Regions from separate parts of the Triticum aestivum genome. Here region 1 is linked to region 2. A link is a contact called in public Hi-C data. All regions are on one chromosome and are shown on one strand. Each heading gives the region's core, a stretch centred on a gene start, on an enhancer-like site or on the middle of the called end of the contact. The rest is flanking DNA. Distances are from core to core; before and after follow the strand shown. Region 1 holds the start of LOC123059935 (protein RETICULATA-RELATED 6, chloroplastic). Region 2 holds the start of LOC123059920 (exocyst complex component EXO70B1).

Region 1 (5,636 bases), core at 3,035-5,534, 400 kb before region 2:
GAAGATGAAGTGTCCAACCTGTGTTCCCAAGTATGAGTTGACTGTCCTTGCTACAAAGGACAAGAGACCAGCAAGAAGTGGCTGATTATACTGAGTTGCCAGGCTCTCTCCTAGTCGATGCTCCAATAAGCCAGCAATGATCTTCAACATGAATACAGTAAAAAAATTAGATAAAGGAGGCCTATAACTAAATAAGTACATAAGCTGGAAATGGATCAATTTTTCACTGGAGCACGTTCGAAATGCAGAAAATCTATTACCAGATTCTGGAGCACTGGTTGCAAATAAGCAAAAATGTTTCGAGTACCCATACCGAGACTTAAACACAAAGAAGGTTATTTATAAGCAGTACATTTCAACAATAACCAACTTATGCCCGGAACTTTAGTTACTTATGCAACTCAAAAGATCAATATATCTAATCAGGATTAATGATAATTAGTTACTTCTATCTAAAAATGATATTTAGTTATACACCTTGGGTACCACTCGGGTAGAAAGATGTAAATTTGAGGTCAAGGTTTCATACTTTCACAACAAAACATAACCTAAACCTTTCAACTGAAAGCAACTAAGTTATTCCAACAAGTTACCTGATACCGCAAATTTGCTGATGTTCCAAGAAAGCAACTATAAACAGCTGCCGACTTCAAAACAGGAGCTCTCTTTCGCCCTGCTCCCACACTCGCTGAAGGTTTCAGCAATCCTCGAGCAGCATACAGGAGATCTGAGGAAACTCCAGCCCCAACACCAGAAATAAACCCAACACCAGCAAGTTTCAAACCACCAACTATTACTGCGGCGACCCTCTGGTTCATATTCCAATTCCGACCAAAGGTATTCTTTTGGAACGCGTTATCTGGCAATGATCCCAGAAGGCCTTTGACAAAGCCCAAGCTCTGACCAGAATCATCATCGGTAAAAGAAAGCACTGAAATAGTTGGAGCAGGTAGCCACACTGTAAAAAAATCGACAACAGACCCTCTAATAGTATCAGTGAGGACATAGTCAATTTCCTCAAAAAATCGCCCTTTCCGTCTTTCGTACTGTGCTAGTAGAGTGGTTGAAATTGATATAGCCTCTTCAATTGCTAATCTTTGAAGGAATTTTGGGTCTGCGAGCAATCTTTCCCGGAAACCCTGCAACAGTTGATTGGCTTGAATGAATCTGTATATAATGGAGTCTTATTTATTTAACAATAGCTACAATATTTATTCTGTTTTCAAGTCAAGAACAGCATGTGCTTCAAAATCTCAGAGGATTTCCAGCAACACCAATCAGATAAATTAACAAGATATATAGGTGGAAAGGACCACGGAGCAAAACAGAATCAATGAAAAGTTCCTTACTTGGAATCGGTGAATTAGTTCAGTCATAACAGGGTTTTTGTCAAGGTCAAAGAAGTTCTGCAATATCTCAGGAGAAACAACTCCAAGATCTATTCCTTTCTGAAGATCCTGCAATAGTTCAGTGAAAGAGTTCCATTAGCAAAACTATACAAATCCGATGGTGCGACGATAAGGAAATGTTTTGGCCACAGTTTTTTTTTTTACTAATAGAGATCTGACCATGACTGCTTTCATTAAATACCTGGGGTAAAGCTTCAGGCCTCCTGCCAGCAGCATTCATAACTCTAGCAATTTCGGCACGGTCAAAGCAATTTCTACTGCAAATTTTAGCCGCTGAATACCATAAGAAATCAGCAACTGGGATTTGACCTTCCCTCCTTATACTCTGTCTTTCAGGATCAAGTAGTACCACAACATGATCTTTCTTCGGCAACTTTTTAGATACTCTGGCAGGAACACCAGTTCCTCGTGACCCATATATAAGATGGCTTGCACCTGCCACAACAATTAGTATCCCTGGAGGATCTTTACCATTAAGTTCTTTCATAATTATCTGAGACATGGTATAATCATCAACTACCCTTGCTTGTGCTGATAAATATGAATTCGGACCAAAAGGAGAGTCACGAGTTGATGTAATATTCTCTATGAATGACCGGCCAGACCTAAAACCAGAAATGAAGCCAGAGCCTGCCGGAGGAGCATATTCCTTTCTTTCTGCTTTTGAAAGGCCTCCAATCCCCTCTGCTTGGACAGTTCTTTTCACCTACTCAATAAGGGAACGTTAAATTCTACTCATATTCATAGGTTAAGTAGTATGCACAACATAACAGTATGCAAGTTATATCATGGTTTTCGGAATTAGACTCATTGAATAATTTATGCCGAGTTGTCTAGGTACTCAATAGCGCCCATGCCTGCTAAAGCAGTTGCAGCAAGCTGCAGAAAAACTGTTCACAGGATGTGGCACAACAACTGCAATCTAAAGTATGGATATAAGATTAACACATAGGCATCAAGGAAAAACTTTGCAGGTGTCAGAAATTAGAAGAATTTGAATCGCTAGTGCACAATGGTATTGGTAATAAAATGTTACAAGTTCCTGCGAACTGTTGAATAGACAGTGAATAGATTATAAAAGCTATCAATCACCTGCAGTGGGGTTCCAGTAGCAACAAGCTTAATTCCCTTATCACGACAGAAATTTAGAAGAGGTTCATACTCCTTCCAACGCTCTGATGGCCAGTGCGACGTGTACAACTTTAAGATGCTGCCATCAATCCTACATAAAGCATAAGCTTGTAGAATGTTACAAAAAATGGAGTGCGGTCTCACTCAAGAATGCATATCATTTGTGGATAACAGATTCTTCAGGAAGATGAAATGTCCATCAGCATTGAAATCCTATAACTTTAATTGCGATAGAAACACTGCATTAACTGCACTGTTAAATACTCCCTCCGTTCGGAATTACTTGTCTCGGATATGGATGTATCTAGAACTAAAATACGTCTAGATACATCCATTTCTGCGACAAGTAATTCTGAACGGAGGGAGTAGAAACAGAGATGTAACTCATATAACTTCCATTATATTCTTATAGTAAAAATAAGATGTTAAGGAGCAAAAGATACATTGCCTATTCATCTAAGTGGACACCAGGTGTACTTCATCTATTGAAAATAAAACATTGTGAATAAATACAGATTCAATGGAACAGAGTAGCAACGTAGGAGGGTTAACGTACTAGCCTGGTAGTTATTTAATGCATTGCATGTCTCACAACAAATCAGAAAGGCACAGACATGTCCACAGCTCCACATCACTAATCAGCGCTCCAAGCGAAGATAGAGAAATCCCAAGCTCTATGTGTTACCCAAACTGATCTCAAGCACCAGAGTTTGAAAAAAGGTTTCCCTGTCAGTCTATGACTCTGGTGGTTCCAACTTCCAAGTGGCACTGTTGTTCAGGCCTGGCCCTTACAATCTTAACCACAGCTCTTGCTAGTCGCAGATTATGCCAACAGGATGGAAAATTAGAGAGATCAGAGTTCAATTCTATGAGCACCCCAATCTCCTAAGACAAAGAAATGTCAATGAACCATAATATGAACCCGTAATGTCCAACAAGCGTCAAGCAAACAGAACTAAAATTCCAGCGATTTCTCGACATGCGGTTGCAAGCAGGTGAACCATGTTCTTATCGGAAGCAATTCTCCGGATAACTTGATTAAAATTGTGTAAGGGGGTGCAGCGCACCTTCCGCGCATGAAGTCGTCGAGCTGCTGCTGGAGGTCGCAGGGGAAGGCCTCGAGCGCGAGGGACATGCGCCTCTGGGCGTCGGCGCAGCGGGCGGCGAGCTTGGTGACGATCTCGAGCTCGAGGACGCGGTCGTCGGGGTCGGGCACGAGCTCGGCCTCGCCGAGGTAGACGACCCTGGCGGCCGCCAGCTTGTCCCACACCCGGCCCTTGGCCTCCCTCCCCACCGCCTGCGGCTCCCCGATGACGGTCGCGTCGTACACCCTCGACACGGCCGACTCGTCGCCCTCGGGCTCCTTCTCCTTCGTCGGGGGCGGCGGGGCGGGGGCCGGAGACTCGGCGGGAGGCGATGGGGGGGACGCCTGGTCGTCGGCGGCAGCGGCGGGGGGCGCGCGAAGCACCGCGGAGGCGGCGGCGAGGGAGGGGATGAGGAGGAGGAAGTCACGGCGGGAGGATGCGGAAGCGGAGACGCTGCGGCGGGGGGAGGGGGCGGCGCCGGAGTTGAGGGGCTTGGTGCTGAGGCGGGAGCGGGGAGACGGGAGGAGCGGTTTGAAGGAGGCGGCGGCGTTTCTGAGCGGCGCGTGGGACATTTTCGGAGCTCCGCTTCGCCGGCAGCACCGCGGCCGCGGGGGCGGGGGAGCAACGATCTCTTGTGCTTAGACTAGTGAAACTCTTCTTCCCTTTGTGGTTGTGGTGATGGATAAACTCACTTAGATTTTGATTTGAATTTGTGTTCTGGCAATTTGGAGCTTTATTAATTTTTCAAATAAAACCATATGTCGGCAGCACTTTTCGCCTAAAATGTTTTAACTTGCGGGACTATTTTACAGGCAATTTTTGGGATTTCAATCAAAACTAGCAAAAAGAACTTAAATTTTGGTGACAAACTCAGTTGAATCTGTGACGCTGGTAGGATTTCAATGGTTGAACACTCCTCAGCCACATCATGTAAGCTTGGCACCAGGCCATCCACATCGACGCGATTCCTACTGGACATGCGCACAAGACGACGAGGGAAATACTTTTTTTTTGGAACGGAGGCAAAAGATTTGCCTCATCGATTAATTAAGCAGAAGAGAATTGAAATACTAGTAGGGCGGAGATACCACGCAACTCCCAAACTTGGCAATGGGTATGCAGAGAAGAATAAAAAAGTGCATGTGGGCAACTGTGGTCTCCAAATGCACATTTGGATAAGTAAAGATAGCCAGCCACACGCTCGCCAGCCAGCCCAGTCAGCAGTCGGCAGCGTGTGAAAGCTGGATTTGTTGTGTTTGCCACTGGCACGATGCAAACCAGATGCTACTCCTGTGCCACCAAACATTTCATCGTGGCAATAGAGAAAGATCGTGTGCTCCTGTTTCACCTCTCTTTTTTCTGTCCCTTGTCTATAACAAGACCGGGTAGCCGCAATAAATTATCGCGCAATTGTACAGATCTCAGGAGGAGGTTGCATCACAATGGCAAAACTGGAGAGAACAAAGGAAAGGTTGTGCCGGTGTTCAAGTCAGGGGCAAAATCCACTGCTATACTAGTACTGTACACCAAAGCTGCATGCCTGCATCAGTTGCTCCTGTTTGCGTATACTTTAGTTTCCTCTGCGACCTTTCCCCACATATTAGCAAAATGGTCCGAATATGAGACCTGCCAATTCATATCAAAGAGGTTATTTCTGTTCAACGACGCTGTTGCAGTTCCTGCCACACATTTCATGGTCAAAATTGTGCAGTACATTCATACCTGGTTTACAACATATCCTTTCAGCATCTCAATAAGATCCCGACGCCTATCCTTGTCAAATCTTTTAATTTCAGTCATGTTATTTTCCTGCATTCAATATAGAGAAGGTAAATGGCAGAAGGGCGAAATTATAATTCTTTCGGATGCAGCATGGTTCCAAAATTCAGTAACACACACTCCCAACATCCCAGAGGCCTGCAAAAAATTGATGTGCCAACTCCACACAAGAAATCAACCTCCACCCATTTTTCTAACTCAAAAAATGATCCTGCAGTTTGTACCATTGTCC
Region 2 (5,224 bases), core at 1,655-4,154:
CCGTGTTGTTGAAGCACACACATCATAGGACTTGGAAGCATCAGTCATGTGTTTCTACATCATGAAATAATAACATGATGGTTGGTTGGACGCAGATTCTTCTCCATCCTTGAGAGGGCGTCCATGACATCATGACAGAAATAGTCTATTTTCAACATTTTATATTTTTTCCATAGGCATGGAATACCTCACCTGAGTTGCTAGAGAATATAAGGGTGCCTTGTTTTGGGGCAAATCTGACACATGCCATCAGAGTAAAAAAAATCTACTTTTAAAATGATGTCACAACAATTAGTTTTTTTGCATCGTAGATGTTCCATATTCTGAAGCAGTGAATGTGAAAGAAAATTTTCAATTTATTTTTTGACATATAACCACATGACTAGGTCATTCTATTAGTGTGAAGAACTGACAATTATCAAAGAAAAAAATTGTGCCCCTATCAACATCATACTCACACACGCGAAAAATGTATTCCACTAGCACATAAGCAAATTCTCACTGCCGACGCCATGGAGCTTCAGTGCTTCCTCTGCATTTCCGCTTGCTATTTCATCAAACACCGACTTACTTTTATGTGAAATGGCGTGCTTCGTACTCTAGTTCACATAACAACCCGTGTATCAACTCTCCTTCGAAGCAAAATGTTTACTCGTTTCATCTTCAACTTAGTCTTATACAAGTAGCCTCAAAAGTTTAAGTCTGAATCTCGAGTAGTTTATAAATTTGTTGTGTCTCTCGAACACAAACTCTACCCCCAAGCATCCATCCGTAGTCCACTGCCCCAACCTCCGCGCCAATAATGCCCCTCCTCCATGCCACACCGTCATTTCCACCTTCGTGACTTTTCTCCTCTCAAACACTTTGCACATCCTGTCGCGCATGCCACGCCCGTGGCTTTCGCCTTTCTCAAGGCCACGTCGTTTTCACCATCCACTCATACCTCTGGCTTAACTCATTCGACTATCCGCCGCAAGTTACCCATCGTACATGAGCACTGCCACCACTCGAGCGCGACCTCATTCGTCCCGTGCCTACTACGAACCAGTAACGCCGATGACCAGTCCATGTGCTATTGTTCTCTACCGCAAGCAACATGATCACACACGACCACACAATCGACACTCTGCAAGGTGTCGGTCCTTAGGGAGACCAATTATGGAAGACCACATGCCTACCAATTACGGTCAACACTCCTTTCATTCAAATAGAGGAAACTATACATGGCTTGTACCAAATATTGACTTATTGGTTTCTATTCAATACATTCTCGTTTCTACTTGTTGTTGATGATGCAACTTGAGATGATGAATGCAAGTTCTTTCTCACGACGTGGTGCTCTAGAGAAGCTACACTGCCAACTTCACTCAGTGAGATCAAATCACATACATATGTACTACTTCATTCAAGGGGATGCTCACAACAATATAGGCATATATGCCCATGTGTTCAACAGTGGTATTGAAGTGCATTAAATTATCCGTCTCATGGTGGTTGCCCCATATCTCGTAAAGTTCCTATTTAAGCATGAGAAGACAGACCCAATATGATCATAGTTCACAAAGAAGCAGCCATGCATCCTTAAGGTCGAGAAAGGAGTAGAGCCCAACTGTTGCTAGGTTTGTAGTAGCATACACCACGTACATATATGCATTGCATTTACCTAGAACAATTGTTGTAGTGTTGTTAAAACACAAACATCATAGGACTTGGAAGCATCGGGATTTAGGACAATGTTGTCACAGGTTTCTACATCAGGTAACAACAACATGACTGCTAGTTGGGTGCATATTTTTGTCCATCTTGAAAAGATTCTAGTTTTCAAGATTCTAGATTTCTGTCATAATCATGGAACACCTCGGCGGAGTTGCTAGAGGAGATAAAGACTCCTTTGTTTTGGACAAGGCTGACATACGTAACCACAACGAGGCAGTCCCTTGCATCTACATTGATGTCACAACGGTTAGCCTGTTTCTATTTTAGGTGTATCCGATTTTCAAGCAGTGAATGTGAAACACAAATGTGACAATGATCAAATCAATCTATTGGTGTGAAACATAAACAATTACACCACCGTCAACAACATGCTCGCGCACATGACAACACATCATCGACATTTTCATTCCCAACGCCGTGGTGCGTCACCGCTTCCTTCACATTTTCGTCGGCTATCTCATCAAACACCGTCTTACTTTTCTCCGAGAGATGACGTGCCTCGTACTCTGATGCACTTAACAACCCATTCAGCAACTCTCCTTCGAAGCAAAACGTTTACTCGATTCATCTTCAACTTTGTCTCTGTACAAGTCGCCTCAAAGTTTAAGTTTGAATCTCTCTCCCCAACACAAAGTCTGCCCCCAAGCGTCCATGTATAGCTGGCCAAACGGGCCGGGCTAAACAGGCCGGCCCGCGAGCACACCGGCACGGCCCGCCATGGGCCAGGCACGGCACGGGCTAAACGGGCCGTGCCCGGCACGCGGCACGCCTTGGGCCGTGCCTGGGCCTGGAGCCTGGGCACGCGGGCCGGCACGGCACGGCCCGTTTAATTTTTTTTATATTTTTTAGATTTTTATATATATATATATATACCTAAAATACAGCCCAATAGGCCTAAAAATCAGCCCAGCAGGCTGAAAATGTGCAGCCCAGCGTGCTAAACGGGCCACCGGGCCGGCCCGTTTACTAATCAGGCCGTGCCTGGGCCAAGGAGCAGCGCCCGTGGGCCGGCACGGCACGGCCCGGCTATTAAACGTGCCATGGCGGGCCGTGCCGGGCCAGGCACGATTAGCACAGGCCGTGCCGTGCCGTGCCGGGCCGGCCCGTTTGGCCAGGTCTGCGTCCATGGTCCATCATCCTCCATAGTCCATCGGCCCGTACCTCCGCGTCAATCACGCCACTGCTCCACGCCACGCCGTCATTTCCACCTCGGTGACTTTTCTCCCCGTCGGCCACTTTGCACATCCTGTCGCGCATGCCACGGCCGCTGTCTTTCGCCTCCCTCGAGGCCACGCCGTTTTCACCATCCACTCGTCCCTCTCGCCGGGCTCATCCGACCGTCCGCCGCGAGTTACCCATCCCACGCGAGCACTGCCAGCCACCACTCGAGCCGAGCGCGGCCGCTTCCGTCCCGCGCCCACTACCAGTAAAGACGACGGCCAGTAGTCCACGCGCTGTCGTCCTCCGCCACAAGCAACCGCGTGCGAACGGAAGTCATCGCCTCACCCGCCGCAGTCCACAACCACCACCACCACCCGAAGCCGCGTGCGGGGAGCTGGAAACCTCGTCCAGATCGGAGCCAGCCGCAGACCCCCCGTGAGGACGCCGTCTTCCCGCGACCGACCCGCACACCCACCCACCCACGGGGCGCCGGCGATGGCGGAGGACGGCGAGGAGAAGCTGCTCGCGACGGTGCAGCACATCGTGCAGACGCTCGGGAGCAGCGACACCATGACGGAGGACATCCTCAAGGTCTTCTCCAACTACGACGGCCGCCTGTCGCTCGACAAGATCTACGCCGCGCGCGGCGCCGTGGCGGCCGCGGCGGGCGGCGGCGGGGGAGGTGGGGGCGGAGGGGAGCGCTCGATGCCGGCGTCGCCGCCGCTGCCCCCGCCGCCCGCGGCCGCCGTGCCGGGCTCCTCCGCGAGGCCGCCCGTCACCTCCATGGAGCGGACCGTGCGCACGCTCGACCGCCAGATCTCGCAGTTCGTCACCATGGACCGGCTGATCTGGGCCGACTCGGGCGACGCCGACGCCTTCCTCGAGGCCGTCGACGACCTCATCGGCACCGTGCAGGAGCTGGACGCCGCGGGGACCAACCGCGTGCTGCTCGACCGCGCCGACGAGCTGCTCAGCCGGTGCATGGCGCGGCTGGAGGACGAGTTCCGGGCGCTCATCGAGCGCCCCGACGAGGCGGCCCCCTCGGCGCCCGGCGGGTTCGCTTCCGACGGCAGCGACGACGAGGAGTTCTACGGCGGCGCGGACGGCTACGGCGACGAGCCCATCCCGATCGCCAAGCCCGTCACCGACTACGACGTCGTCATCGACGCGCTCTCGCCGGGCTCCATTGCCAACGTGCACCAGATCTCGCGCCGGATGGTGGACGCCGGCTTCGGCCGGGAGTGCGCCGAGGCCTACGCCGCCGCGCGGCGCGGCTTCGTCGACGAGAGCGTCGCGCGTCTCGGCGTCCGGCCGCGCACCGCCGAAGAGGTCCACGCCTCCCCCTGGGAGGAGCTGGAGTTCGACATCGCCCGCTGGATCCCAGCCTTCAACATGGTCTTCCGCATTCTGATCCCCAGCGAGCGCCGCCTATGCGACCGTGTCTTCGACGGTCTCGCCCCCTTCGGCGACCTCGCCTTTATTGCTGCCGTGCGCACTCAGGCGCTGCAGCTCATATCATTCGGCGACGCCATTTCTTCCTCCAGCCGCTCGCCGGAGCGCCTCTTCCGTGTGGTGGACATGTATGAGGCCGTGCGGGACATCCTCCCGGACCTTGACCCTGTGTTCTCGGACCCTTACTCCGCCGCACTCCGCGCAGAGGTCTCTGCAGTGTGCAACACCCTTGGTTCCTCAATCAAAGGTATATTCATGGAATTGGAAAATCTCATCCGCCGGGACCCTGCCCGGGTTGCCACACCTGGTGGTGGCATACACCCCATCACTCGGTATGTCATGAACTATCTCCGTGCTGCATGCGGTTCGCGGCAGACATTGGAAGAGGTGATGGAAGGCGACCTTGGTGCTGGCGGTAGAGCTTCTGCTGCCGTGGACCCTGACCGCCCCACGTCTTCACTTGCTGTGCACATCGCATGGATCATGGACGTTCTGCACAAGAATTTGGATGCAAAATCTAAGATTTACCGAGATCCCTCACTGGCTTGCATCTTCTTGATGAACAATGGCAAGTACATTATCCAGAAAGTGAATGACAGCGAGCTAGGTGTTCTACTCGGCGATGACTGGATCAAGCAGTTGTCAACTAGAGTGCGTCGCTGGAGCATGGATTATCAGCGTTCAACATGGGGCAAGGTTACAACTGTGCTGCAGATTGGTGGTTCTGGTGTTGGTGCACTCCCAGCCAAGGCAATGCTGCAGAAATTGCGGATGTTTAATACCTACTTTGAGGAGATCTATGCAGTACAATCAGAGTGGGTGGTAGCTGATGATCAGTTGCGAATGGACGTTAGGGCAGCAGTGGAGGATTCAGTGATGCCAGCATATGCGGCTT

Evidence for each region. A called contact is a pair of places that touch in the nucleus more often than the background predicts.
Region 1: a Hi-C map of leaf shows a contact between it and region 2, with 8 times the contacts expected there. The contact joins the promoter of LOC123059935 here to the promoter of LOC123059920 in region 2. A contact is called at or near these places in 3 of 5 Hi-C or Micro-C datasets (leaf and an unstated tissue) and 1 of 1 datasets of contacts at active chromatin or transcription factors (leaf).

The regions. Positions count from the first base shown.
Region 1 is chr1A:494,745,064-494,750,699 of IWGSC CS RefSeq v2.1, reverse strand. LOC123059935 (protein RETICULATA-RELATED 6, chloroplastic) reads right to left here and starts at 4,284. Exons shown (of 7, transcript XM_044482490.1): 1 at 3,608-4,284; 2 at 2,502-2,631; 3 at 1,591-2,115; 4 at 1,350-1,457; 5 at 594-1,139; 6 at 19-141. The coding sequence starts at 4,197. LOC123059936 (sorting nexin 2B) reads right to left here. Exons shown (of 5, transcript XM_044482491.1): 4 at 5,348-5,434; 5 at 4,737-5,251. The coding sequence ends at 5,171.
Region 2 is chr1A:494,347,551-494,352,774 of IWGSC CS RefSeq v2.1, reverse strand. LOC123059920 (exocyst complex component EXO70B1) reads left to right here and starts at 2,904. Exons shown (of 1, transcript XM_044482478.1): 1 at 2,904-5,224. The coding sequence starts at 3,373.